Regions from separate parts of the Mus musculus genome. Here region 1 is linked to region 2. A link is a contact called in public promoter capture Hi-C data. All regions are on one chromosome and are shown on one strand. Each heading gives the region's core, a stretch centred on a gene start, on an enhancer-like site or on the middle of the called end of the contact. The rest is flanking DNA. Distances are from core to core; before and after follow the strand shown.

Region 1 (2,736 bases), core at 32-2,531, 140 kb before region 2:
CAGACATACACACAGAAACACACAGACACAAACAAACACACACACCCCCCACACACAGATACAGAGACACATATACACAGACACACACACACACAGAGACACATACACATAGACACAAAAACACACACACAGACAGACATACACACAGACACAAACAAACCCCCCCACAGACACAGAGACACATATACACAGACACAAAAACACACACAGAGACATACACAGACACACACAGACATAAACAAACACTCCCCCCCACACACAGACACAGAGACACATACACACACACAGGCACAGACACATACACACACACACAGGCACAGACATACACCCACAAAGCCACAGACACACACACATAGAGGCAGGACATCCTTGAATATCAAAGGGTTTGAGGCTGTGGCTGGGTTGATATTCACATTTCTCCTTTCGTAGAGAGTACAGTGTCTTTTTTTCTTTTTTCTTTTTTAACCAAAGACACTGGAGCATTCTTTGTAGGTACCAGGGAAATTCTCTGTGTTCAAGGAGCTGTGTAGCTGTTGTCTTACAAGCAGGATCTTGCCATTAGTTTGGTGGAGAGTAACCTACAGTTTTGGTAACAGCTTGGGTTGTTTAGGGGTTCCCACTTTGGCTAACAACTCCATTAGATGTAACTCAAACCCAGTACCTCAGTTGGAGCTCTGCTTTCCCTATTGTTTGGTGGCTTCTTTTAGGTTTCTTTCATATATGTAAGGCTCTACTGTATCAGGTTTCCGTACCACCCTCCAAATGGCCCTTCAATTTAACTGTCTCTTTCAGATAGTCTCCCCCATCCCTTCCTTCCCTCCCCCTCCCCACTTGATCCTCCCATTCTACACCCTTTTCCTCCTATATCCATTCTATTTCCTGTTCCTAGGTCAATCTATCTGCCCCCTACCCTCCCCCAGTCCCTTACCAAGGCTGGTGGTATATTACAGGGGACAGAAACTCCCGCTCTCATTTGTCTTATATTCAACATGGCAGATTCTTGGCCCTGTTTAAATCTTTCTGTCTTATTGCTGGGGGTTTGTCATTGGGCCAAACTGCCATACTTTATTCTTAATATGATTCTCTTTCTGTTAGGGAATGTTGTCTTCACTCACACATAGGAAGAGTTTTCTGATTTCTTTCTTCAAACATTACTGTTCGAAGCTTGCTCAGGAAAGTCTGAAGTGGACCCAACATTTAGCAAAAACAGATAAGTGAATAGTAATTTAAAACGCAAGAGAAAACAATTGCCTGGCATTTTGTAGGCAGAATGGCCAACTGCTGTGGTTACTTCACCCCCTAGAACTTTCTGTGGGTGTTTAGATAGCTCAAACACTTACAGGCAACCTCAGCCATTTCGTTTGGAACGATGACAGAACTTTTAAATGTCTCCAATTCTTTCTTTCTGGCACTTTTAGACAAATCTGGTTTGTTCTAAAGCGTCAGTTTTAAAAAAAATCTTGAAAAATGACTTGTGTAAAGATTAAAAAAAAAAGGCTGGGGCATAGGACGAGGGATTGCTGGGAATACGTTCAGTGGGAAGAACGAAGGGGTGACTGTGGGCGGATATGATAAAAATACACCGTACACATGCACGAAGTTCAAAATAATTTTAGAAGTGGAGGGAGATTGTGATCTGGCTAATTTCTCCCAGTGCCTCAGGTCCCACACTGTGAAGGCCATGTTTTCTCAGATGTGACCAGCAGTGACCTCCTTACTGTGAACACTCAGTGCAAAGGAGAGGGTTAACACAACAGCTATGTAGAATGCTGTCGGGTTTGTTTGTTTGTTTGTTTGTTTTTTCTTCTTCTCAAGCCCAGTGAGTGATTATCCCTGGAAACACATCTTATGCCTGCAATGTCTTTTTCTTGACGTTGTGAAATAAGCATTTGTTGACTGAATTCAATTTAAAAATTACTAACACCATAATGTTTATTCTCTCACATGGAGGTGGAAAAGAAATAATTGGCATAATAGCCATAATTATGTTGACCGTTATCTTCACATTCATCGTTGGGATCTCATTAAGTTTCCTGTGAATATTGGGAAATGACTGAAGCATTCAGCCAAGTGTACAAGCTTTCTCTCTCCTGAAAATTAAAGCAACATTTGATTACGTGCATTTGTATTCTGATCCCCTTTTGTTGATTGTGAATAAAGACTGTACCTAGAATAAGAAGCCTAGTCAGAATGTGGCTTGTGCTTCTTTGTTTCAGTGGAAAATTGCATTTCCATACTGATCAAAATCCATGGCTGGAACTCTTGCCAGGAAATATTAAACTTATTAACAATAAACACACAAACACACACACACACACACACACACACACACACACACACACACACACACAGAGCCAATTCCACTAGTTTTTCAAGATAGCCTAATGAATCCTAGAATGCAGTGAGAGACCAAGGTTAGCACTGTGATCAATATTTAACAGAGAAGTAATTTTTAAAGCAAGATTATTTGTGTAAAAGCAGCAATGGAATCATTTGTACTCAGGGAGTTTTGTTCATCAGCAGTTATGCAGATAATAGAATAATAAGCTTAAGAAGCCATGAAGACTTGTATTTTAGCCACCCATACCACTACCACTCCCCACCCCCCATATCACCACCACCAATGTCTCCTCCTCCTCCTTCTTCATCATCATCTTTACAACCCTCATAACATTATCATCAGTTCCATAAAAGTATTTCATAGTTCTGTGGGAAAAATGATGTTTTAAGACTTAA
Region 2 (2,979 bases), core at 381-2,880:
TAAGCAACACTGCATAAATATACACAATAAGTGCCTAATGAGTACACATGGAATACTTTTAATAAAATAATACATTAGTGTACCTAGCAGGTACTTAATGAAACTTAATAGAATGAATTTTCTCTTTAATATTTCTGATTTTGTAGATTTCCAAGAGAATCACTTTCTTCTTTGAATGTTTTATTATCATATATTCATTATATATAATGGATTTTGTTATGATGTTTCCCTAAAGGTATATAATACATTTTAACCAAACTGACTCCTGCTACCCTCTCTTGCCCATCTCCACTCCAATTGATCCTCTTACTCTTTCCAGCCATCCCTCTTTCTACTTTGCATTCTATTCTTGGTAAGTAACTCCTGAGAGTTTGATTATAGAACATGCACTCCTTATTACTAGTGGTTACACCTCTCAGTCTTAGCTCTGTCGCTGTCTCCCCTACAAACTGTTGTCTACCTACAAATCTTCAGAAGGAGGGTAAATCTTGATCTCTTTCCCTTTCCTGATAGGATCTTGATGTGTTTAATCCTGTGTAGATCTTGTGCAGGGGCTGTAGGTTCAAAAGGACAATAATCATGACATGGTTGAAAGTCAGAATTCTATCCCACTCCAGTCAGTTTCCTTTGGCTCTTACATTGCTCCCATCTTCTCTCCTGTAATTCCTGAGACCTTCAGGGGTCGGGTGTAGTATTCCATTTGGTACAGAGCAGTCAACAGACACAAGAGAATCACTTTCAAAAAACTTACTAAGTCCAGAATGAATGAAAAGTTAGGTTTCTTAAAGATAATGAACTCCTGCTTTCTCTTAAAACATACATAAACACCCACTCCCATTCCACAGAAGAAATCCCACATGGAAAAGACAGTTCTTTACATAGATCTTTTTCCATTTCACTTGCAATTGTCCATACAGTATCCATCCATCTTTAGTCTCTATTATTATCAAAATATCATTCCGTTCTTCTCTTAGCTCTCCAGACCTTGTGATTGTCATTAAGTAAATTCGGATGAGGTACACAGAGTCTAGTGTAGAAGTAGAAGGAAGGCAGTACTTATGACAGAACAATGTGAGGATGCATTGTAGGTGGGAGTGAGGGGTGACCAAGGGGAGGGACCATCGTGTAGGAAAAACTCTCAAAAGGTAAGAGTGGACAATAACCAAAGGGATAATTGTGTCAAATGTTTTTAGGTAGACTTTACACTATTTCTTTAATTCCCAATGAGAGGCATGTTTCCCGAGGAGTGTTGTTGTTGTTGTTGTCCTGTCCAGATGAGTGACAGGCCTACTTACTCCCTTTAAGAAAGGTAGCAGGGGGAAATGAAGTTATTATTGCCATTTCCTCTATGCCCATGGATTCCTGATCCTTGGTTAACCCAGTTTTCGTAGGAGGAAGACTATTTTGTTTTCGTTCTTGTCATGTCCCTGGTCAATTGATATAGGCTGCTAGAGACATGGGAAGGATTTGGAGAACAAGACTAGGGCCTGTGGGAAATGGCCCATGACAAATGTAACAGATATTTATTGCGTATGTGCTCTGTAATCAGCATGGCTTGCCAGATGTGTAGGAGGAAAGAGCCAGCAACCTTGTGAGTGAATCTTTCTCTGCAGTTGAGGAGATGACAGGAATCTGGAAGTGTCTTGCTTATTTTGTTCTTCCTGTTTCAGCTCAAAGCTTCCTCAACTGGTGCATGGTTCTTGGTGGCCATCTTGACTTCCTGCTTCCAGAAGCATGTCTAATGGGGGATTCTGCTTGCTGTTAGACAGGAATCTAAAGTCCTTTTCTCATGAAAAATCTCATATTGCCATAACCAGAACTTGCTATACACCATCTTCTCCTGTTGTTTTTCTCCCCTCTGCCTTTCTTTTGAGAGATATATTTTGCTCACATCTAACTTTTACTACCAGAATAGTGAGCCAGATTAAGCCCCAGTGAATAATCTGACTTAAATTCTGAGCTTTGTGGGGGAACGCTTATCTCTCTGTCCATCATTCATCTTTTCTTTATTGTGTAGATTTTTTTCTTTACACATTTTGTCCTTTGCCTTTTCAGTCCATATTGCTGGGCATGATTGCTGGAATGCACTGTTTTGGGGTGGATATCATTCACTTAGAATAGCACAGATGATGGGAGCTCACATGGAATCTGGTCATTGGATGGGAGGAGTTCACATGGAATCTGGTCATTGGATAGGAGTTCACATGGAATCCGGTCATTGAATGGGAGGAGTTCACATGGAATCTGGTCATTGGATGGGAGGAGTTCACATGGAATCTGGTCATTGGATAGGAGTTCACATGGAATCTGGTCATTGAATGGGAGGAGTTCACATGGAATCTGGTCATTGGATGGGAGGAGTTCACATGGAATCTGGTCATTGGATAGGAGTTCACATGGAATCCAGTCATTGAATGGGAGGAGTTCACATGGAATCTGGTCATTGGATGGGAGGAGTTCACATGGAATCTGGTCATTGGATGGGAGGAGTTCACATGGAATCTGGTCATTGGATAGGAGTTCACATGGAATCCGGTCATTGAATGGGAGGAGTTTACATGGAATCTGGTCATTGGATGGGAGGAGTTCACATGGAATCTGGTCATTGGATGGGAGGAGTTAACATAGAATCTGGTCATTGGATAGGAGTTCACATGGAATCTGGTCATTGGATGGGAGGAGTTCACATGGAATCTGGTCATTGGATGGGAGGAGTTCACATGGAATCTGATCATTGGATAGGAGTTCACATGGAATCTGGTCATTGGATGGGAATTCACATGGAATCTGGTCATTGGTAAGCTTAGTTAGGTTAGCCTTTGTGGTTTTTTTAAAATGAGAATGGGCCCTATGGAATCATATGTTCAGATAATTGGATCCTAATAAAATTGTTTGGGAAGAATTAGAAGGTGTGGCCTTGTTGCAAGAAAGTATATTACCAAGGCTGGGCTTTATAGTTTAAAAAGCTTACACCATTTC

What was found. Promoter capture Hi-C pulls out the DNA fragments that hold promoters and counts their contacts.
Region 1: a promoter capture Hi-C map of stem cell-derived epiblast-like cells shows a contact between it and region 2, with 2.0 times the contacts expected there. The contact joins two enhancer-like sites. A contact is called at or near these places in 7 of 39 promoter capture datasets (the 3T3-L1 cell line, 3T3-L1-derived adipocytes, embryonic stem cells and 3 more) and 2 of 484 Hi-C or Micro-C datasets (both in uterus).

What each region holds. Positions count from the first base shown.
Region 1 is chr3:137,708,701-137,711,436 of GRCm38.p6, reverse strand. No RefSeq gene overlaps it. Among named protein-coding and RNA genes, the nearest start is that of Gm25080, 5.6 kb to the left of the region's middle. Within about 2 kb of position 1,281, at least 5 of the 459 cell types and tissues checked have an H3K27ac peak or open chromatin away from gene starts, as enhancers often do.
Region 2 is chr3:137,571,487-137,574,465 of GRCm38.p6, reverse strand. No RefSeq gene overlaps it. Among named protein-coding and RNA genes, the nearest start is that of Gm4861, 20 kb to the right of the region's middle. Within about 2 kb of position 1,630, at least 3 of the 459 cell types and tissues checked have an H3K27ac peak or open chromatin away from gene starts, as enhancers often do.